Linked DNA regions of Anser cygnoides: region 2 is linked to region 1. A link is a contact called in public Hi-C data. All regions are on one chromosome and are shown on one strand. Each heading gives the region's core, a stretch centred on a gene start, on an enhancer-like site or on the middle of the called end of the contact. The rest is flanking DNA. Distances are from core to core; before and after follow the strand shown. Region 1 holds the start of EXT1 (exostosin glycosyltransferase 1). Region 2 overlaps SAMD12 (sterile alpha motif domain containing 12).

Evidence for each region. A called contact is a pair of places that touch in the nucleus more often than the background predicts.
Region 2: a contact with region 1 is called in a Hi-C map of liver, with 2.5 times the contacts expected there. The contact joins the enhancer-like site here to the promoter of EXT1 in region 1. A contact is called at or near these places in 2 of 7 Hi-C or Micro-C datasets (both in liver).

The regions. Positions count from the first base shown.
Region 1 is chr2:149,299,906-149,305,057 of Taihu_goose_T2T_genome, forward strand. EXT1 (exostosin glycosyltransferase 1) reads right to left here and starts at 2,798. Exons shown (of 11, transcript XM_013184993.3): 1 at 1,263-2,798. The coding sequence starts at 2,236.
Region 2 is chr2:149,366,977-149,372,225 of Taihu_goose_T2T_genome, forward strand. The region is part of intron 5 of SAMD12 (sterile alpha motif domain containing 12); the gene reads right to left. Among named protein-coding and RNA genes, the nearest start is that of EXT1, 67 kb to the left of the region's middle. Within about 2 kb of position 2,150, at least 2 of the 3 cell types and tissues checked have open chromatin away from gene starts, as enhancers often do. A contact at or near this core is called in liver, where this site is marked.

The DNA of each region.
Region 1 (5,152 bases), core at 1,548-4,047:
CTCTGCTGGATTTTTTCCGCACCATTTCATCACTCCATCGTCAGTTTCCCAAAAGCGAATGGCATTAAAAGTGTAGGAAGTATTTGCACCGCTGTCTTCTCCCCCCTTAGGGGGAATTTACAAGAACGGGAAGGCGAACAGAGTTCACCCAAGAACACACAGCCCTCCTCGTGCTTTGGTGCTGACCCGGCCGATCCCTCTCACAGCCCCATGGCTACTTTCGGTGGAGAAGCAGGCAGCCAACTGCAAATTTTGATCAGCGTTAATGGCACTGTAGGTTCTCCACCGCTCCTCCCCAGGAGTATTTTCCCACCCACGCTCACTATGCATTGCAAACCCCTTCCTCTAGCCCTCGGCAGCTCCGCGGTGCGAGGCTGCTCTGTTTTAATTCAGCGCCTGGCTCCCGCAACGCGGAACACATTCCCATGCTAAAAACTTCGCGTACATCCACTCCGCAGGAAATGTAGCGGTGGTCAGCATTTAAACGGGCTGCAAACAGCTTGATCAGCACCGCGGTTCTGGAGGCAATTCCCAGGAAGCGATTTTCCCGGCAGCTCTTTGTACGAACCTGAAAAGCGTACTGGAAAGGTAACGCCACAGCAACCTGACGGCGCCAGCAAATAAAAACAAGTATCGGGGAAAGCCGAGAGCGGGAGCGTTAAGGGAAAATGCGAGCTGCGCTCACACCACGGACGCGTTCCCTCACACACAAAAATCAGGAACTCGAGCACGGGGCATTCACACGGAGAGCTTCTCTTTCTCCTCCTCGCTCCTCTGATGTTGTATCAGCTCGAGCCAAGGGGAAACCGGCCCGCGAGGCAAGTTGCTACCTCGGGTAAACCACCCGGGGAAACCACCTGGACGGCAGGCAGCGCTTTCGGACACCATCCCAACCGCCGCTCTCGCCAACTCCAGCCCTCCCCAAACTTTGTCTCGGGCAGGGCATCTACCCGGAGAGGCCGGACGGGGAGGCAGGGTAGCACCAGGTGCCCGAGCATCCTCCAGCAGCATCCTCACTCGCCGAGCCGAGGGCACCAGCGCTCCGCCGGTCCCCAGGCGACGCGAGCCGCAGCCGCGTCCCCCGTGGCCCCTTCCACCACCTCCCTCCCCGCTCCCCGACCCGAGGCATCGCCCAGGGCCAGCCAGAGGGGTACACGGAGACTCTCCTCTGTCCCGAGGGCAGCCACCGGCGCTCGAGAGCTCGCCCTCGGGCGCCGTGGCCCCGGAGCCGCGCGCGCGAGGCGGGGGCAGCGCTCACTTACTTCTCGTATTCGGTGTTGTCTCTATCGCAACGCGAATCCTTGTGCTTTTGCCAGTCTTTGCCATGCTTGCAGGTGGTCAAGAGGACAACATCCTCCCCGTTATGGACGTGATATAAGGCATTCCTGGTGTCTGACCCTATCCCTGTCAGGTACCTTTTCCCCTTGAATACCAACATGTACTTCCTGAGAGGAGGGATGGTGTTAAACCTCAAAAATCCCTTCTCCCCTCCTGTCCTAGGATGATCCTTAGAAAAGAGCGGAATAGAAACATCAAAATTGGGTCTGAAGTTTTCAGTACTGATGCTGGCTTTGGCCAGCATGGCCTGGCCGATGTCGAAGCCCACGTCCTCGGTGTAGTCGGGCCAGGTGCCGGAATATAAATTAAAAATCAAGTGATTTCTACCATTGTTCCACAAGTGGAGGCTCTGCACTTTGGAGCGGAGGTTGTGCACGTACTGCGGGGAGAGCTGGTCCCGGTCCAGCGTGTCCAGGCTGAGGACGAAGAGACACGCCTGGCTGGGGTCGGAGGTGTAGAAGCGGGAGCCCTCGATGGCCGCCAGCACGTTCTGGTAGCTCTCGGCGATCTTCTCCCCCTTCTGCTGCGGGTACACGTAGACCTTGAAGCCGTTTTTCTGGCAAAGGGCGAAGTCGAAGCAGGACTCCATGCGGCACCGCCGCCCGCGGTACAGCCCGGCGCTGCCGTCCCGCCGCTGCCGGGGCGAGACCCGGCCGCCGCCGCCGCCGCCGCCCCCCCCGGCGTCGCCCCCCCCGGCCCCCTCCGGGTCCGCGAAGGGCCGGAGGGCGTCGGGGAAGCGGGGCCAGGGCCGCTCGCTGCCGGGCCGCGGGGGAGCCCCATGCCGGCCGCCGGGCGGCGGGGCGCGGGCTGCCCGCAGCTGCACGCCTCCGAGGTAGAGCAGCAGGGCGAGACAGGTGGCGGCGGAGAGCAGCGTCAAGTAGCGTTTTTTGGCCTGCATGTGGCCGCCGGGGGGTCCGGGGGGCTGCGGAGGAAGGCTGCGGGGGCGGCCCCACTTCTCCGGGCGCCGCTCTCAGCTCCTCCGCCGCTCCGCCATCTTCTCCTCCTCGCCGCCGCCGCCGCCGCTGCCGGCCGCTTCCAGCTCCCCTCGCCCGCCTCCTCCGCTCGGCGCCGTTCCCCAAGCCGCGGGCTGGGGCCGCGCATGTGGGCGACCGCCCGCCCGGACCTCCTCGCCGCCGGGCTCTCAGCGGCGGGCGGCAGCGGGCCGGCGGCGGCCCGGCGGGGCGCCCCGCATGCACTCAGGGGCCGGCCCCCCGCGCGGGGCGGGCACCGGGGCAGCCCCGCTCCCGCCTTCGCGGCGCTGCGCTCCGCCACGCTCCCTCCCCTTCCTCCTCCTCCTCCTCCTCCTCCTCCTCCTGCTGCTGCTGCTGCTCCCGCTGCCGGCGGCGGGGCGCTCACAGCCTGACGAAGCCCTGCATCGCCCCGAGCTGCCCTCCGCGGAACGGCGGCGGGGACCGGCGGCAGCCCCCTGCTCCTCCTCCTGCTCTTTCTCCTCCTCCTCGTCCCTCCGCGCGCGTCCCCCCCCCCCGCCCCCCGCCCGGCTCCGCCGCCGCCGCCCCCCCCCCCCTCCCGCTGCCGCCGCCGCCGCCCCCGGCCCGGCCCCGGCCCCGGCCCCGCCGCGCTGACCTCACCCAGCCACGCAGCCCCGCGCCCCCATTGGCTGGGCGTCACGTCCGGGGGGCGGGGCTTCCGCTGCGCCCATTCATAAAGCCGCCGGGCGGGGGGCGGGGGGGGGGGGGCGCTGCGGCGGCGCCGGGGCGCGCCGAGCCCCCGGGGGTGTCCCCGTAGGGGGGCGACCTGTGGGGTGTCCGCTGCTGTCACCGCTGGGTCGTGTCCCCGAGCGCCTTCACCCCGGGGGAGGTGACTCCGCCAACGCCCCCCCCCCCCACGCTGGAACCACCCGTCCCAACGCCTGGCTGCTGTTTCTGAGATGGTCTGGGCGGCTGTGCCCCCTGCCACCCGCCGAGCTGGGTCTCATGGCTGGTAGGATAAGCCCCCGGGACAAAGGGCTTTCTAACTGTAAAACTTACCGTAGGAAAACTCAGGTTGGAAGGGACCTTGAAGATCATCCTGTCCCAACGCAGGCAAGGGTGGATGCCACCGACTAGATGTGGTTGCCCGGGGCCCCGTGCTTTTATGTGCTGCTATGCTTTGAGTTTGTAAGAGCAAGAAATTAAACCTCAAAAATGGGGGAAAAATAAAAAATAAAAAAAATAAATAATAAAAATAAAGGAGGCTCAGGGGAGACCTCATTGCTCTCTGCAGCCGCCTGAAAGGAAGGTGTGGGGAGCTGGGGGTCGGCCTCTTCTCGCAGGTAACCAGTGATAGGACCAGAGGGAATGGCCTCAAGTTGTGCCAGGGGAGGTTCAGGTTGGAAACAAGGAGACATTTCTCCTCAGAAAGAGCAGTCAGGCACTGGGACGGGTTGCCCAGGGAGGTGGTGGAGTCACCGTCCCTGGGGGTGTTCAAGGAAAGGCTGGACGTGGTGCTTGGGGACATGGTTTAGTGGGTGACATTGGTGGTAGGGGGGATGGTTGGACCAGATGGTCTTGGAGGGCTTTTCCAACCCTACTGATTCTGTGATTCTACAATAAGTGCTCCAGAACAAGCACCCCAAACCTCATGGGGCTGGCCAGGGAGCAGCTGCTGGTGGTCGAGTGCTGCTACAGGCAGCTGCTGGAGCACCCGAACATCCCTCCAGCTGTGTGTTTGTGCTTGATCTCACCCACTCCTCAGCGTTTAGCTCCGTAACCAGCAGCCTGGTTTGCTGGAGGGAGCCACGCTGCTGGTTGGGTGGCGAACCCGATGGCACAGCCGGGCTGCAGGAGGTGGCAGGAGAGCAGCAGGACGTGTGGCAGCAATGCCTGTGCACACACGGCTCTGCGAGGGGCAACAACACCAGAGATGTTTCGGTGTGCGGGTGTCAGGCCTTCCTAGCTCAGCAATTGAGGGCAGTGGAATGGGATGGGGCGGGCTTCAAGCTGGTTGCACAAGCCGTAGATGCCAAGGAACCATCCCATGGAAAAACCTGTGCCAACACGCTTGCCCTACTGCTGGTACCAGTGTTAAAGCCATAACGGGTGGGTCTCCCTCCGCTGCGATCCCACCTCCCACCCTCCTGCTGCTGTGCCGGAGCAGAGTTGGGTCAAGCCAGCCGAAGGCCACAAACCCTGTCCTGACAAACAGCGTGCCCGTCCCCATGCTCTTCCATGCCCCTGGGGCTCCTGTCGTGTCTTCTCCTCATCTCCCTCCCTTCTGTGGAGCTGAGAAGAAGAAATGTGAAGATAACAGGCGTGAAGACGTCGTGCCTCCTCAGCAAAGGAGAGCCTAGCAGAGGAGGACGCGTTACCAATGGGAAATGAGGTCTGATCTCGTGGCTGGCGCCAAGAGAAGACAACTCCCTTCCAAAACAATTTGACTGTAGGGAGGACGGCTGAAGGAAGGAGGCCGGGGTTTCACGCAGAGGAAAAGAGTGAGAGTAATAACGCGGAAATTTCGGGGTCCTAGTCGAAAGTGATACTTATGGCTGGTGTAGATTTGGGTCCGGGGGCAGAAATTCTGGCCTGGGATGTGAAAGCAAGGAAGCGGGATTAAATATTAATGTGTTAATTAACCCTGTAATCCTTCCCTGAAACATTTGTCACAGCCCACATACCAAAACTGGGATGCTGTTCAAGAAAAAGAGGTCAGCTTCTTGAAAGGTGAACCAAGGCTGCTCGCAGAGGCACCTTCTGTCAAGCGCAGGAAGATGGAATCCCATTACTGTCTGCAAATTAAGCCTCTGGGGACCAGTTTCAAACAGAAGAGGAAGCCTGCGAGCTTTGCTGTCTGTGCCAAGGACGGTAGCTGCTGCAAG
Region 2 (5,249 bases), core at 900-3,399, 66 kb after region 1:
ACAACAAGGTGGGGAGGAGAAGCTGCAGCAGCCTCCACTTCGATGGCCTGAAACGGCTACAGAAACATCTGAAAACTCCAGCCTGCCTACTAAACAATCCCATTACCACGTTAGGTGGAAAGTTGTGCTGCCTCTATAGACATCTGCTTGGTGCAGAGCACTTCAAAGCAGCTGCTGACTAGACCGGCTTCAGCACAAGCCTGGCCTTGCAGATGAATTTGCATAAAATTCAGAGCAAATGGAATGAAAAATAAATCCACAAATTTCCTCACTTAATGAGAGGAGGATGAGAGATGTACCTGATTTTTAGGAAGAGTGTTCAACCACTAGTGTTTGACCTAAGTCTTAGACAAAGGAGCAGCCCCGATCAAACGTTTTTATGAAGTGAGATGTGTGCAGCAAGGAATTCTTCTGAAAAAAAAAAAAATCCTCTGCCTGGCTTCTCCAAGTAATTCCTCACTCCCTGAAAGCCAAATTCTTGTCCAAACAAATTCTGTCAGGCCTTATAGTCTGGCTCCATCCCACCTAATCAAAAGCATTTAAAAGCCTTCATAAGCTTAGAATCTAACTACTTCATATTCGAAGTATAAATACAGCCTCCAATTTGAACTGCCCTCTGGATGCTTATCTGAACTGGTGGCTTGAAAGGGGCTTCTGGTCTCCCAGCTTCAGGCAACCAATGCAAGTTTGGTGGGAAGAATCCAGGTTGTACTATTTCCTGACTGCACGCTTCCAGAACAGAGGAATTAAGCACTTCTCCATTGTGTCTGGTTTTCTACTTTGTGGCAAGAGAGATTTTCCAAAGAGATAAGAATAAAATGTTTCACTCAAGAATTTCAAGAACTCAGAAGTAGCTTGTGATACCTGAAATAGCACTACTGATAAACTCGCTTTGTATCTCCTCCTGACCCATGACACCTATCTTTAAGATATCCTCTGCCAGCCAGCTGATAAGACTTGTCTAGAAGCTCCAAGTGACTAACTGGTAAGAATACATCTCAAAGAGAACGCTTTTAATTACGTTTGACATCCTTCTATACATTTCGTGAGATAATAAATACATTTTCACCAGGTTTCCACTGATGCCATATGGCTGCTCACAAAAAGCTGAACAAATAAAGTATAATGAGGCTCATTAAACTAAAAAAAAAAAACGATCTGCGATTAGAAGGACTTTTGGAATTTGCAAGATGAGTTTCAGATGGAGGAGATACCCTGTATATTGCTGCTTTGGACTTTCTGGTCAATGGCCATAGTATCAGAGGTACCAGTGGAATTATGAAGAGAAGCAGACTCAGGAAAACTTGAATTATGAATAGAAGGTAGAACAGAATCAGCTTTCACAGAATTATATGCAAGCCACTCATCCTTAAAAGTGGAAAAATTGAGAGATGCCAGTTAATGAATGTGACAATAATGACTTGGAACCAGAAAACAGCTTCAGATGGTCAGATGACTATGAATTTGATGGTGCTAGGCCAGGATTGCAGTTGCAGTAGTAGGGTGAAAGAGCTATGGGCAAGAAATGGGAAAACGGTTCTACTACGGGGACAGTGTTTGCCTTTCCTGGCCACACGAGAGGGAAAGGAGATCCAAGGAAAATAAAAACAAGTCACAAAGTACCGCGGACCTGTGTTAATGATTCACACAGGGATCACCAGGCAGCAGCGACAGCAGGCGCAGTGGTTGCTTGAAGAGGTTCTCGAGGGTCTGTTTACTCCAAACACGCGGTTGCCTTACCACCAGACTGCACGTATCTTGGGGGGCAGAGGACAACCCCTGCAAAGGAGGTCAACCTCTGCCACTACCAGATGCTTCCCGGTTCGGTCAGGAATTGTGATCTGGAAACACGAAGGGCAGTCCCTGGCTACCCCCTGGGCAGGGCAGAGGTCCGGCTCTGTTGCCAGCACAGCTGAATCTTGGCTTCCTTATTTGTTTTTCCTGCGTTGCTGTTTCATTTCGTTTCCATTTCCCACTCAGTAAACATCTGTTTGCTTAAATCTCTTGCTGCTTATTGCTTGTGAGATGGAAATCTGCATATCACTGAGTCCACATACAGAGCAATTTAGCACCAAGGCATGGTGAGAACTACAGCAATCCCAAAAAATAGAGTCGGGATCCCTACTATCACCTTGTGACACATACAAATAACCAGGCAGTGCCGTGTCCCTTCCACCAGGGATTTCTGAGTGTTTCCAGCAGCACTAAAGGATGCTTTTGGGTGACCCCAGAAGTTATGATATGGATACAGCCACCTCAGGCTTCATTTGCACTGTGGCCGCTCTCACTTGAGCTATGCTAGTTAGAGAAGAATCACTTGAGCTAATTCTGCACCGAAAATCTGTCTAGAGCCTTAGAGAAAAGCCCAGCTGGTATTATTGTAGGACGCATCCACTGCTTAATTATTTGTTAGAAGTGCGGCTCAGAAAGATTAGGTCGTTTATTACAGTTGCCGTCGGAGCCAGCCTCCCTTCCCTCTGCTTCTCATGTCTGAGTGCGTGCTGCTTCTCTGCTGAGCCGAGGACAAACAGGATGGCAGTGAGTCACCTGCTTTTGGAATCGCTGCGCTGATAGCCTGTGTTTTTTTTATTTTATTACACATTTTTATGGTGAGATTATTCAAGCAAAGGGAGCAGAAATCAATCAAAGGAAGGGCTGCTGCCAATTATTCCAAGGTAGTCTTTCATATTGGACCTAACCCTACTCTTACCCCTATGGTACTAAAAGCTGGTCACAGCATGGCACTTACACTTCACATCTTCGCATTTCCCTTTCCCTCTAGTTTTAACGGACTTGCAGTAACAACAACTATTGTGTCTCTAACCCCCGGCAATTTCCTAAAGCTCAGTGCCTTTACCTAAACCCATCGCACCGCAAGGCGCCTCGGTAGGATCCCTGTTTTAGACATTAATGTCTAAAATAACGTCTTTAATAGAAGCAGCAGATGTACGAGGAAGAAATGAAGACATACAGAACAGGAAAGAGGGAGGACAGCACTGATTAAGTTTTGCTGTGTTACAGCTTGTTCTTTCAGAAAGCCTTGCCATCAGCTGTTCCCTAGCGCCGTGCATGTGTCTCTTTTGGCTGGAAAGCACTGCTTTGTGTGTCAGCTGCAGCATGACTTCTCCTGGCTATTGCTCACTAATTGCAGACCCACTTCAGGGTCATTCAGCTGAGCAGCCTATCTCCTCAACAGGATGCTGCATTTCCCCGGTACAAAAAAACGCTCCGCGTGGCACATTATGCCGAAGGCCCTACAATGAGATGCACAATGTACGAATTACACTACATCCGCTGTATACTTTCTCCCGTCTCATGTCTTTTTTAAATGAAAATGAAATAAGCTAATTCAGGATTACACTTTTGGTGTCGATCTAACTGTGATTTTCCCTCTTTGGGCGTGTAAATGCATGTAGAGGAGCAGTGCACTTCTCCAGTACCTTGAAGGATACAGACTACAATGATATCCGAACATCACAAAACAAAAGGGCCCCAACTCTTCAGGCCACGTGTCTTTAAAAGGTCCTTTCATAAGGAAAGCGCTGTTAGGCAAGAAAATGGAAATAATTCATGGTGGCACCATCTGCAAAGTCCAGAGGATTCACAATTGGCCAGATAACGTGGAAGAAATGTATCAGAAATGATCAAAATAGGGAAAAAGTGACAACCTTTGTACTTATTTACAGGCTGCTCAGATATCCAGAGGGAACTCTGCATAGCTCTTAAAACTCCCCGAGCTGGGGAGACTTTTATGAGATTTCACTACCCCTGTCATATTCACCCTATTTTACGTTACCGCAAAGAGGACTTAACGCTGATAAAATATACTTCCAAAGAGCACATTAGTTTCTTTTTGGAATGATGAGTTTCCATTAAGACTGACAGGTATTTTCCATAATTTCCCATGGGAGACTATCCCCAGACTCCTCTAAAAGGTTCTCAAACCCCACTGCTACTGCCATTCAAAACACACAAGCACAACACCCTGCTCCTACTGCCCGACTCAAAGGGCTGTTCAAAAACAAATGACAAATCCTTCAATAAATTGCTGCTGAATACAATTTGCCTGCCCTCCTTGATTTTGCTTATAAGGAAGAGTGTTTTGTTCGCATTACTCTTCCTGCCAAAAGCGTATTATCACAAGCTAAAGGGGGAAATTACTTTGTGGGAGCCTTTAATTAAAAGAGGGTAGCGTTTCATTGCCTTTCTTCTTTGTGATAGACACTGCCATCCCTCCCTTCTCCTTTCTCCATCTCCCAAAAAACAATCCGGAACAGGTTGGCATGATGATCTTGTACCGAACCTCCATCACCGCTGAAATTCACTCCTTTTATACGCTGGCAGAATGCAACATTGCATAACGCTATAAATAACTTTCTATTCATCAAGGGCCTGCCTGGGACTGGCTATCACGCTGCTCTTTCTAGCACTGTCCAATAATTGCAAATTACAATTTTCTCACCAATGTGTTTATTGAGCATTAAGAAATAATTGCAAGGAGCATGGTATCACAGTCTGGCTTTTTTCTTTCTTTCTTTCTTTCTTTTTTTCCTGTCCCATTAGTTGCATCTAAATTGTTCAAATTTCAATGTGTTGTTGAGAGGAAAAATTAATACGAGCATCCTTTTCTATATTGTTAACTATGTATACATTATATATATATAATTTCTATACTGTTAACTTTGCCCTGGACTAGGAAACTAGTCCTTCATGCCTGCTATGTTCATTTTTTCTTGGATGAGAGATAGTGTATGTGTGAGTGTGTGTGTTTCTGGGTGATTAGACTCCTTACCTCTGCTTCCCTTCTATCTTCACTTCTATCTACTTGACTGAAATATCAGTCAGAAGCCTGTACCAGACATCCTCGTGCTATTTGTGATCACATATCTTTCAGGGATTTGCTGTCTGGCAGACCACTGCAAGATTTTTAGGACCTTCTGCAGTAATTCCATTTTTTCCTGGAATCAGAATTTTCTCTTCTAAATGGATTCCCTCTTCCTTTTGGGGCTGCTATACATCTATGAAGCATATCGTGCTTTCAGTGCTTAAAAACTCCTGGATCAGCAGAAGTGTGTGCAACAGTAGATGTTAAGGGCTTCTCTGACAGCATGAGGCATTTGGATGGTAAACTCCCAAGCTCATTTCCAATGAAACTATGGGGTTTTTATTCTCACTGTTATACAGCGCAAATTTATCACAATTGGAATAAAAGACTTGGCAAAAAACATAAGCACCTCCTTGTCAAGAAA